Linked DNA regions of Mus musculus: region 1 is linked to region 2. The links are chromatin contacts, called in public HiChIP or PLAC-seq maps. All regions are on one chromosome and are shown on one strand. Each heading gives the region's core, a stretch centred on a gene start, on an enhancer-like site or on the middle of the called end of the contact. The rest is flanking DNA. Distances are from core to core; before and after follow the strand shown.

Region 1 (6,275 bases), core at 932-3,431, 190 kb after region 2:
TGCAATCCCACCAACAATGGAGGAGTGTTCCTCTTTCTCCACATCCTCGCCAGCATCTGCTGTCACCTGAATTTTTGATCTTAGACATTCTGACTGGTGTGAGGTGGAATCTCAGGGTAACACATTCACAAAGGAACTCACACAATATGTACTCACTGATAAGTGGATATTAGCCCAAAACCTAGGATACCCAAGATATAAGATACAATTTCCTAAACACATGAAACTCAAGAAAAATGAAGACTGAAGTGTGGACACTATACCCCTCCTTAGAAGTGGGAACAAAACACCCTTGGAAGGAGTTACAGAGACAAAGTTTGGAGCTGAGATGAAAGGATGGACCATGTAGAGACTGCCTTATCCAGGGATCCACCCCATAATCAGCATCCAAACGCTGACGCCATTGCATACACTAGCAAGATTTTATCGAAAGGACCCAGATGTAGCTGTCTCTTGTGAGACTATGCCGGGGCCTAGCAAACACAGAAGTGGATACCCACAGTCAGCTAATGGATGGATCACAGGGCTCCCAATGGAGGAGCTAGAGAAAGTACCCAAGGAGCTAAAGGGATCCGCAACCCTATAGGTGGAACAACATTATGAACTAACCAGTACCCCGGAGCTCTTGACTCTAGCTGCATATGTATCAAAGGATGGCCTAGTCGGCCATCACTGGAAAGAGAGGCCCATTGGACACACAAACTTTATATGCCCCAGAACAGGGGAACGCCAGGGCCAAAAAGGGGGAGTGGGCGGGTAGGGGAGTGGGGGTGGGTGGGTATGGGGGACTTTTGGTATAGCATTGGAAATGTAAATGAGCTAAATACCTAATAAAAAATGGAAAGAAAAAAAAATAAATATAAAGGAAACTCACTGATAGATTTTAAAAATTCACTAAATAAATTAATGGTAGAGAGAAAAAAAAGCAAACATCTCCTTAGCATTTATGAATGGCTAAGTCATGAACAGTAGAGCCTAATACTCTTCACTGGAAAAATAAAAGTGATTAGTACTATAATCAGAACCTTCCTTCATATATAAAAGTGGAATAAGTTAGGCAGGTTACATTTTTCCATTTTCAATGCAAGGTACTTGTTCTGTCCCCACTCCATAATATGTATATGTATAGACTTGCTCTGTCCTGTAGGTAAGTTTCCACTCCTCTTCCAGTCTGTTAGAGTAGATCCTCATTCCTATCATGTGCTCTGTGACTGGATTTTATACACTTGAACTATAACTGGATTATATATACCTATATATATAATATGTATATATAACATGTATATGTGTACATATACAATGTGTGTATACATATATATTACAATTTTATTAGATTTGTTCTTTGAAAATTTCACACACATGTATAAGCCTTCTGATTATGCTCCCCCCAATTCCATCTCAGCCCTGTCGGCATCCTTTTCCCCTGGGATTACATCGGTTTGTTTTGTTTTAATGGCCTGTTGAGTTCTACCAGGGATAGCTACATGGCCACAGGCATGGGCCTATCCAGTGGATCCTGGTGAGCTCACTAGCCCACGCTTGTTCCTAGAAGCACCAACACCATGCTGACTTTCAATGCCACCCAGTACTGAGGAATACCAGAGAGTCCCATTTCAAGAGGTCAGGATTATCCTCATGAAGGCTTCCTCCTAGATCTCTTTTGTCCCATAACAATAACTTTAACAGTTGCCCTTGTCTCAGAGCTAGCTTTAGAAAAAGAGGAGATCATCCAGTAGGAATCATGCTTGTGACTTGGATGTGTATGATAAATTCGGCTTCGTTTCCATCTATTTTCTTGTGGAAAGTGTGCTGTGTGTACATTGCCCTTTGAGATGTGTGTGTGTGTGTGTGTGTGTGTGTGTGTGTGTGTGTGTGTATGTGTGTGTGTGTGTGTGTGTGTGTGTGTGTGTGTGTGCTGTGTGTGTGTGTGTGTGTACTTTCTGTGCCAAGTACAGTTGGATGACAAGCACAGGACTGGATGAGGGTGGAATTTGCAGCTGGGCCATGTGCTCTGGATATTCACAGGGACCCCCAGGATGGACATCAAGTTTTTTTCGTTCTTTCATGTAAACACAAAGCAGCTCCTGTCTCATTTGGAGAGCCCATATGGAGTCTGCACGACACATGGCTCAAACCTACTTCCTTTATGCTGAGCATGTGATGATGCAGCTGAACAGCCTCACATTTACAGAGGATTTCACGCATGACAAACTGCACTCTAATCAGCTTCCGTGGCCTCACCCTGTTCCCCTTCCCTGCCCATCTGTCCCTTGGAACACAAGACCAAGGATCAGAGGATGTCATTCATATTTGTAAGTCAAGAAAGTGAAGACTTATAAGGGGTCAATTCAAGCCCAGAGGTGGATAAGTGCTAAGTAGATAAACACCTGTATAACCCCACTGAAGTGGTGGCTTTATTGTCAGGGACAGGGCTCCCGTTCCTAAGCATGGAACCTTTTCCACCACGTGTCATTACATAGAGACCCTGTTCAAGGACAATTGATGGGATCATCAAGCTTTGAAGAGCTTCTTCTTCCTCACTCTCTGAAGACACCATGAGCATACCCCATGCCCTGTGTTCACCAGGATCTGTCTCATCTTCACTGTAGCGCTGCCTGCATGCTTCTAGTGCTCTACACAGCACATGCAGCTTCTGTTTTGGGTCTTCTCAGGGTGCTGGGGTGCAAGAAGGTTCAACACACAAGTATAAAGTAAGTAAGCAGAAAGACAAGGGTAGGAAATAGATGGAAAGCAATGTATAGGGATGTGTCCGAACCACCTATCATGTGCCCTGGCCTCAGCCCTTTACAGCTACTCTATGGTAGTTCCTGAAGTCAGTACTTCAGTTCCCATGAAGGAAACCACATTCAGGAGAGTTAAGTCATTTCCTCCAATTCATCGAACCAGAGAATGTCAGAATTGAGATTTGAGCCCACACTAAGCATTTTCATTACTGGTGCTACCAATAGAAGATCCCAGGTGGATTAATAATTTTCTTGGGGCTCTAGATCCTTAACAATCCGTACTCTATTTTCCTCACCTGAGAAGAGCAGAATGAAAATTTTCCAGTGAGCATTCCCTATATGCAAAGAATAGTCAAATCTATTTTCATTGGCTTTCTACCCATTTTTTTTAAATCAAGAACAACGGAATATTTTCCACTTGAATATAAATAGATGTCTCAATTGTAAAGGTGCCTAGAGCTCAGAGTTACTTAACTTCCAGTTTAGGTATCCACCCTGCATTGCACAATCATCAAATGGGATATGGTGCAATTTTTTTTAATAGACTAAGCAAAACAAGTATTGAGTAACTAGAATCTCTCTTTATCCTTGTATGTGCCTATCAACCTTGCAGGAAAAGACAAGGCTCTTGACAGTAGCTCAGAAAGATCCCCAAAGTGTAGGAATGCATGAGGCTATGTCATGTTGCAATAGCTTGGGCAGGGAGAAATGAACAGTAAATAGACTGCTAGGACTTCCACTGTGCCTTCTGCTCTCTCTGTTTGGAGGTAGCAGCAGCTCCTTGCTGCTGAGACAAGAGCCAAATAAATACCTCTGGTACATCCCTCTATTTACTCTTCAGACAGCTGAGCCTGCTAAAAGTGTGGGGATTGCTTCCCAACATGGATTTTTCTGCTGAATAAAATACACAACATTACAAGAAATTGGAAAAAAATTAAAAATTTCTGTTGTCCTGATTCTTCTAACAGGGAGTTTCTCTGCTTGGCTGCTCCCTTCCAGGGTTCCTTCTCAGTGATAAGTGGTTTAACCTGTGGGACAAAATGAAGAAGGCACCATGGGCTGAGGGAGGCATCCTCTTTGATTAGAAACTAGATCTCTCAATTACTGGCTGAGTTGCTGTCTAAGGGGCTTGGGAGAGGGCTCAGCAGTGTTACTCTTCCAGCTGACCCAAGTTCCGTTCCTAGTACCCTAGAGGGCTGCTCACAGCCTCCTGAAATCCAGTTCCAAAGAGTCGGATGCCATTTTGGGACTTTCACGGCACCCAAGTACACTTATACTCACTAGTAAAATAAAAGTGAAATTTAAAAAATTATTTATATAAAAATCCCCCTAGAGCAATCAACAGCTCCCTTGTACTTTACAGTGAAGTGTGTATCCTAAAAAAGTTTCCAGACCTCTTGAAAGTCTCCTGCACAGGTTCTACACCTGGGACTCAACTCCAATCTGTATGACATGGAATCCACTAGGTTTTCCTGTTATTGTCCATCTACTGTGGTCTGCATTTACCACCACATCAAAGCATCTTGCTTCGCTGTGCAATTTAAATTAATATTTTATATAAGTAATTCAACCATTAGTAGACATGTCACTATGTGCTCTAAAACACTAAAATTGGCAGCAAATGTAAATTTCATCTTGCAAAAAAAAAAATTCAAGGCTGTAACTGTTTTCTGTAATCATTCTACATTTTGCTAGATATGAAATCTAGTTCTGATCAGGAAGGACTTGATATCTCTGTGCCCTGGAAAATTCCAGAAGGTTGTTTGCATTTCACATTCTTAACTAGTACCCATTATTTTAGGGGGTTGGAGAGAAGCCATACAGGCCTCCAGTGTTTATTCTCCACCATCTTAACCATCCCCCGGTGGGCCCTGATACCCTCCCAGGTCCTACTTATCTCTTCTGAGAGGTTACTTTTGTGAACCGCCTCGTCAGGTCTGGCTTGATTCGGCAGCCATGGTTCTCCTCGAGAGAAAGAAAATGGGAGCCCAAGCAGACCGTTTGTTTATCAGGGTCATCGCAGCTGGGCTTTCCAGGACCAAGCTTGCCTGTCACTGGGGCCCATGCTTAGAGCAGATCAGCTGCATTCATTCCCAAGTAAGGATTTCAGCAGACCAGAGGGCATGGGGGTGGCAGGAATTACTGTGGTATGGTTATGAATGGGTGGTGGCTAGCATGACTACACAAGGACTTCATGAGTGTAATCATGATGCCAGTAACCAGTGAGCAGATGCATGTGTGCCCATCATGGTTCTTCAAAACAGCATCTATGTCTATAGTGTGAGTTTACTTCAAGGAATCAGTCACAGTGATTGTAGAGGCTTAGTGACTCCAAAGTAGGTGGGAGGCCAGCATGCTAAAAGCCAAGGGCATCCGCAGCTAAAGTCTGAAGCAATCTGTTGATAAATCCTTTTGCTGGGAGAAGGGTGGTCAAGACTTTTTTCTACTCTTATGAAATCCACTCACATACGGAAGCAATCATCATAATTCAGTGATTTAAAACAAATCTCACCCTAAACCATGTCAGATAGCCATTCGAAATAATTGTCAGCAGCATCTCTGAATGCCATGACCCAGACAGGCTGACACAAAATCAACCATCGTGACATTCTTGCATAAGCAGGCACTGGAAGCAGTGGCAGAGCCTGGCTACTTCTCCAAAGCTTCTCCATGGAGTATTTTCACCCAGTTTCTAAACCTCCAGTTACTCTGAGAAAGCGCAATGTCTAAACGACCAAGGGAAACAACAACAACAACAACAACAACAACAACAAAAAGAATGCCTACTTTTGCAACATAAGGATTAATTTGTTTGAGAAACATTAAGTGACAAGGCATTCATCTCCAAAGACTCACAAGATGACTCAACTCCTTTTACTGTCTCAGATAACTGACTTTAGTATCCTGGAAGAAAACAAACTGGTTCTAGAAAGCTTATAGTGTTGCTACTTAAGCTATTATAATGGCAAAAGGTGTTAAGAGATGTTCATTAGGTTTTCCATCCAATTGACTTGGTTCATTTTCACCTGGGTGTTAGGCTGCTGACTTCACTAAGAAGGATTAAAGGAAGCAGCCACAAGAAATGTGCCCTTATGTTAAGGTGGGATGCCAATAGACAGTCACATCTACATCATTGCCCCCCTTATGAAGACCTTGAGGGAATAGTATTTGATTCAGAAAACAAAACAGTTGTATTTCTGTTCAGTTAGTGGCTCCCTTTTTGCCTTAATGATATAATTAATTTTGAAATCTGTGTGTGTATATACACACTAGAGAGACATACAGAACATATATATATATATATATATATATATATATATATATATATGTATATATGTATAACATATGTATATGTATATATGTATATATATATATATGTATATATGTATAACATATATATGTATATATATATATATACACATTTCTTTTGATATATAGGAAGAAAAGAAACCAAGGTGACTATGACAAAAACACCCTCAACTAAGCTTACAGGACTAGGTGCTTTCATGTATATTTACTATACTTTACTGT
Region 2 (6,556 bases), core at 2,746-5,245:
ATGCCTTGGACAACTCTAGCTGAGATAGGTTCTGAGACAGAGACTGGGGTTCTCAGCAACAAGCTCAGAGGCAGCTTTGCAGTTGAGCAGTGGAATGGTAGAGGATGGAAGAATCCCGAGGCACAAAACAGAAAGAAAAGCTTACATTGCCTGGAAGGGACAGTTGAGACAAACAATTGCAATAGGCCAATGGTTCTTAACCTTCCTAATGCTGTGACTCTTTAATACAGTTCCTCATGCTGTGGTGACCCCAACCATAAAATTATTAACATTGCTACTTTATAGCTAATTTTGCTACTTCTATGAATCATAATGTAAATAACTAATATGCAGGATATTGGATATGTGACACCCAAAGGGGTTTCTACCCACAGGTTGAGAACCACTTTGTAGGATATCCTGGTAAGGCTTCAAATGGAGACAGAGGGGAGATTGGAACGGTGTTGCCCAAGCCCACAGGTCCAGCAGAAGCTGATCAAGGCCAGAAAGACATACTATGAGAGACTCTGGAAGGAGCCATGCCATGCCAATATCTTATCCTTGAACTTCTAGCTCACAGAACTGCAAAGAGAATAAATTTCACATAATAAAAATTTGGTAACAGCAAAACATTTCTAATGTGTAACCACCAAAAATTAATTTAAAATCAAACACAGAATGTACCTAGATACTTTAGGCAGTGTTAGCCTGGGTTCCTTTGCATAACTTGGCTATAGACTCATCTGTGACTGCACCATGCACATTTTTCACTGTGAATGCTATCACATTGATTGTGAACATTTGATCAGGCTTCCAATGCAGTGTGATCACTGTGTTTATGAACTAACACCTAAATATACATATACGAGCCATCTACTCATGGTACTGAGAATGTGAAATCACACACAAGTAGAGGTGACAAAGTGGAGCTCTGCTATGGGAAATGTTCTGTACGATATCTGAGGTAGATACAGCCATGCACTACATAACAACATTTTGGTAGGGATGGACACATGCATGCATGCATGGCAAACCCACAAGATAATGTTACCTAGAGACATTGCACCTACTTTAGCTTGTGTAAATAGACTCCTGTGTGCTCTCATAATTACAAATATCACCTACTGGTGCACTTTTCAAAATATTTGACACATGACTGTAGTGCTAGACACATTTTCTAGGCAAATGGAACCTAACACAAAATTATCTACAGTGATTTAGTAAAGCATGACAGAAATAGCCCTTGAACCCTGGACTGTTTTCATCCAAAGTCCATTTCCATAGTCACTTTGCTACTCTGTCCTTTCGTGAATGTTGTAGGTGCTTCATAAATGAATTCCTTATTGAGTGAAAGATGTTGTCGTTGGCACACTCTCATGCATAACTCACGCTTGAGTTTTAGCACTGGATTTTATACGCCTATCGTTCACATGTAAATATTAGAATAGGAAACCTCTAGCATGTTCTCATTCTGCCTCTGTGTTCCCAGCATGTGTTTAAATAGTCCAGTTCCATGAACCGATCATTTGAAGAATATGAAATCATTTACATTATTTCCTCTCTCAGACGCTCACACGGAACAGAATGTGCTTCACTGGTGCAGACAAGCTCTGCCTCAAAGATCAAGGCTTTCACTCATTCTAGTTACACTTTCCCATCCTTCCTACCTAGGGTTTGAAAACTTAAAAAAAAAATAGGGCTAAACAGAAATGAACAGAAAAAGAAAAAAACACAGGAAGGAATGTGGGGGTAAAATCAACCATCCTGGCACAAGAGACCTACAAACAGCTAAAAAAAAAAGGCTGGTTATAGCATCTCTGACCATGGCATCCAGTGCTGTATTGCCCACTTTTAACCCCAGTACTGGGGAGGCACAGGCAGAAGGATATCTGAATTAGAAGCCATCTTGGCTTTAGGCCAACCAGGTCTACAGAGTGAGACCCTGTCTCCACCACCACTACCACCATCACCACCACCACCACCACCACCACAACCATCACCACCACCACCACCGCTGCCGCTGCCGCCGCCACCACCACCACCACCACCACCACTTCCTGCCACTATCTGGTCAAGGTAATGGAATTCCTGGCTTCCTGGCTTGGCTAGAGCTCTAACATTCCAGCTGGGCCACATCAATCACTCTGGCTAAGGAACTACTCCTGGATGAATTCACCTTAAGCCAAGCTAAAGAGACTGGTGGAATAATTTGTTCTTTAATGACATATAGTATTTTTTCATTCTGAGATTCATTCCTCCCTCCCCCAGTGCAGAAACTTATGGGCTGTTCAGGGATGGAGGGTGTTGAGTCTATTCACTTTTCAGAAAAGTGAGACTTTTCACTTTTCTTTTTTGCCCTTCTATGTCCTTTCTAAGCATGCTTCCCTTACCAGTTGGAGTTCCCTGATCCATCAACAGTTTGGCTTCCTTGCTCTTCCCTCTGTCCTGTGGCTATGCCTGCCGTCTGCTGACCTCTATGTCAGCCTACCAGGATGGCTACTTACCTCCTCTCCTCTATTATCCTCCTCTGGCCAGCAGCTGAAGCTTACATCTTGTATCTCCTAGGGCTTTTAGACTATAATAAAATTGTTCTTGAATTTGAGTCCATTCTAACATTCTTTTACTAATTTATTAATAATAAAGTATTTATTTAAACAATTTAAATTCAATGATATAATAAAATAATATTTTAATAATTTAATGTTTTATTAACAATAAATAATTTAATAATAAAAATGATAAAATAAGATGTCTTAAATAAAATAATTTATTAATAAACAATATTTATTTATTTATTTATAAGACTGAGAACTTAGGGAAACCTAATTTTTTTTTTTTGCACCAGTGTCTGAGAGGAAGAAAGGAAGGAAGGAAGGAAGGAAGGAAGGGAGGAAGGAAGGAAGGAAGGAAGGAAGGAAAGAAAGAAAGAAAGAAAGAAAGAAAGAGAGAGAGAGAGAGAAAGAAAGAGAGAGAGAAAGAGAGAAAGAAAGAGAGAAAGAAAGAGACAAAGACAACCAAAAGAAGAAGAAAAGCTAGTCTCTGGCTATGACATGTCTGACCCTCCATTCTCCAACTGTGCTCTCAGTGTATGAAGCCCACAGACAGAGACTGGTAGATGTGATCCTGTGTCGGGATTAGAAGCCCAGGGCTGAGGCTAAGTAGGTATAAGCATCCAGGAAGGGAGTAGGTGGTGGCTACTGAAGGTAGAAGCTGAGCCTGCTAATCTGAACTCAAGTTGCTGACCCACAGGAGTTCACTAAGAATTGGAGCCAAAAGGGGATGAAGCCAAAAGGGATTGTGAAACCTGGAAAGAAAGCTGGATAGAAGCAAGAGTCATGCAGGCAGGCACACCGGAGACTGCCTGGAATGATTCCAGAGGCAGAATGTGGGGACAGGGGTGTTGTTTCAAGCTGTCACCACATGCAGGAATGCTGGGTGTATGTCAGGAGATGGAGCAAAGTGGACAGGAGACATGACTGGCTCAATGCCTGTTCTCGACCATTCTATTAGCCTCCTGGGGCCCAGGCAAGGAGGACCTTCTCAGGAACTGCCTGGAAGCCAGCTCTCCTCCTGCGTGGCCCTCTCCTTGTCCAAATGGCTTCAGCAGAAGTGCTGGCAATGAGTTCAGAGCTCAGAATAGAGACAGAGATGGAGAGCCCTCTTAGGGCCAAGGCTTGAGTAAATAGGAAGGAAGGCATTTTATACTTTCAGGATATGGTCTATTTGGAAAAGAGGCTTGTATTCCAGAGGAAGTAGCTCAACCTGCCCCTCTGAGAGTCCCAGACTCACCTGTCTATTATGCCAGCCCTAGTGATTAGAATTCCAGCTAGTTCTGTCAAGGCCGTGGTGTTCACTTAGTTAGAGAGGGTGAAGCTGGCCTGTCTCCGTATCCAGATGTATGCATGAGCTTGTCCCCTTCTGTCTGAATACAAAACCACAGTGCTCCCTGAGCAGCTGGCTTCCCATGGCAGGCGCTGAGAGAGCAGTAACTCATTTAGAGCTGAGCCAGCACTGGCAGGCGCTCACGTTCACTGGACCAGCTCTGACGTCTGCATGGTCTTTCTTCACCCTTTCCCTCTGTCCCTGTACCACTGGCTGTTTAAACTGCAATACACACTCGAAAACCCTAGTAAGTGGCAGTTAGCATGACTCACTCATTCAATAAACAAACACTCGCTAAGCACCTAGTATGTGCAGATGCTGGGCTGAGTACTGGCAGTCCATGTGGGAGTGAGGCATGCTTACAGGTCTCAGGAATGCAGAAGAGTGGGGCAGAGATACAACACAAATACAGTTGGCCCTCACAATTCACAGTTGGAAGCTGCAGATTTACCAGCACACAAGATTTGGGGGGGGGGGGGGTTTCTTCTGCACTGAACATGTATAGACCATGTTCTTCTTATTTTTTTAAACAATATAACAATCACTTTTAAAGCATTTGCAGCATTTGTACAGGATTGGGCTTAATGATTTGAGGCATACAGGGGGGATTTGTGCATAGTTTATGTGCAATATGTCATTATTTTATAGAAGAGAACTGAATAGCCACTTGGTAAGGAGGAGAACCAGAGAGAGGAGAGAGAGACAGAGAGACAAAGAGAGACAGGGACAGACAGAGAGACAAAGAGAGGAGATTGATTCATGAACTAGTTGTAGAAAAACAGTGTCCAAGTTGGTTAGTGCAACAGAAAACTTTCTGCACCAGAAGTCCAGGGGGACCAAAGGACCTGAGTAGGAAGAAGCCTCTGAAAGAAACAGGCTTGAACAGGTCAGGTACCTCAGTATTTGCAGTACATAATGGGAGAGATTAGGATGGCTTCTAGGGAAGGACAGTTCCAGGTCACCATGGGTCACAATATGTGAGGTGGATGCTCAGTTGTTTTCGATAAGGAATTTGTTTCTTTTTATTTTGTATATGATTGTGACTATGCTTATTATTTCAGAAATCACACTTGGGCCATACCAGAGAATTATACTCTCTGAGTGGTGAAAGAGGTGATCAGGGAAATTACAAAGTAAATAAGATCCACCCAGGCCACCATACTTTAGATGTGCTGAGGCAAAGCCTTGCTCAGGTGCCTTCAGGCTTTGGAGAGAGGCACAAGTCATAAGGAACCTGGTGGTAGAGCAAGGGACTGGTGGAGCAAAGCTAGGCAGCTTGCACATGGGTTCATGTTTGTGAGTGAGGATGCACTTAGTAGGTCTGGAACCTCCAGGTAACTTAGTACTCAACGCACTAATCGCCCACCCACTAGAGAACCCACTATGTGGTTATTCATAATGGGCTCTGTAAATTCCTTATTGAAAACACTTCATTCAAAAGAGGACATTTCCAGGCTACACTAGCCATTGACTAGAAGTCAGGGCAGGAACTCCTGCAGCTTGTCACATTACGTTCACAGTCAAGGTCAGAGAGAAATGTCTCTCTAGTTCAGGGCCTGAAGCTAGATCATGTTGACACCCACTTTCAGGCTGGGTCTTCTCATCGATTAAGGCAAGCAAGACAATCACCCATTAAGGCTTTTTTCTCAGAACTCTGTACAACCCTTGCCCCAAAACTCCCTGACCCGTGCATGTTTTCCTGGGCAGCTGGAAGATGACTTTGAACTTCTGATCTCCTGCTTCAGCATCCCCTCCCCCAAGATGGTTTATGTGGCACTAGAATCCAATGCAGGGCTTAATGCACACTGCACGGGTACTCTACCAACTGAGCTCATCCCCGGCTCAAATTGCTCCTTTCTATAAGAACTCCATCCTTATGGGATTAGGACCAAGTCTAATCAAATCATATAAACTTGATTACCCTTTTGAGGACCCTATCTTCACATAAGAGCACAGACTCTGGTAAACTACAGGCTAAGATCCCAAGCATGAGCTAAGGGCACCCATCCAACTCATCCACAAATATATTTCTACTGCTCTTTGTAACTAGTACTGAAGCTTAAGGACTGGCCTCTGTGAAGTTCCTATCATATTAACCTTTCCTAAACACTGGCCCATTGCACTAGCTGATGGGGTTCCTAAATAGAACCCAGTGGCAGCTACTTTTGTGATGCATGTAGTCTACACATTACTCATTGCATTCCTGTTCCTATCATGGATGGCAAAAGTTGGACTAAGCCCCTTAAAGCCCTTTCAGGATTCTGAGATAGTATTTGTCTGCAGGGAAAGAGTGAAAGGCTTCTTTGGCTTCCCCATTGTTCTCAAGAAAATGCAAGTCTGCCACCCTCCCTGAAAGATCTGCATGTATTGAATTAGTAACAGGATCCTGGAGCGCCGGCTGTCTTTTTGTATTCATAGCTTCTCAGAGTTGGAGGTACAGTACAGCACAGGAGGAGGAGGTAAGAGGAGGACAGGGGATTGTGTAATTCCCGCAGGAAGAAAGCCAAGAAGGAAAGAGAAAAATGTAAGAGGGATCCGCCTGAATACAGGCTGCTGTGGATTGATGGCATAAATTCTGAACTGCCCTGAAATGGTCATGAAGCATAGGACTTGGGGAGCTGTTGCCTTTTGCAGTTTGGCTGGAGGCATGTGCTAGACTCCATAAATTCATGAGCCAGACTCCATAAATTATCAG

Evidence for each region. HiChIP or PLAC-seq counts read pairs in DNA pulled down with a chosen protein or histone mark.
Region 1: a PDX1 HiChIP or PLAC-seq map of a beta-TC-6 cell line shows a contact between it and region 2, with 5 times the contacts expected there. The contact joins two enhancer-like sites. A contact is called at or near these places in 1 of 484 Hi-C or Micro-C datasets (liver) and 2 of 115 datasets of contacts at active chromatin or transcription factors (a beta-TC-6 cell line and double positive thymocytes).

Annotation. Positions count from the first base shown.
Region 1 is chr12:16,039,215-16,045,489 of GRCm38.p6, forward strand. No RefSeq gene overlaps it. Among named protein-coding and RNA genes, the nearest start is that of Gm36235, 27 kb to the left of the region's middle. Within about 2 kb of position 2,182, at least 24 of the 459 cell types and tissues checked have an H3K27ac peak or open chromatin away from gene starts, as enhancers often do.
Region 2 is chr12:15,846,651-15,853,206 of GRCm38.p6, forward strand. All of the region lies in intron 2 of Gm5432 (a long non-coding RNA gene), which reads left to right. Among named protein-coding and RNA genes, the nearest start is that of Gm5432, 33 kb to the left of the region's middle. Within about 2 kb of position 3,996, at least 73 of the 459 cell types and tissues checked have an H3K27ac peak or open chromatin away from gene starts, as enhancers often do.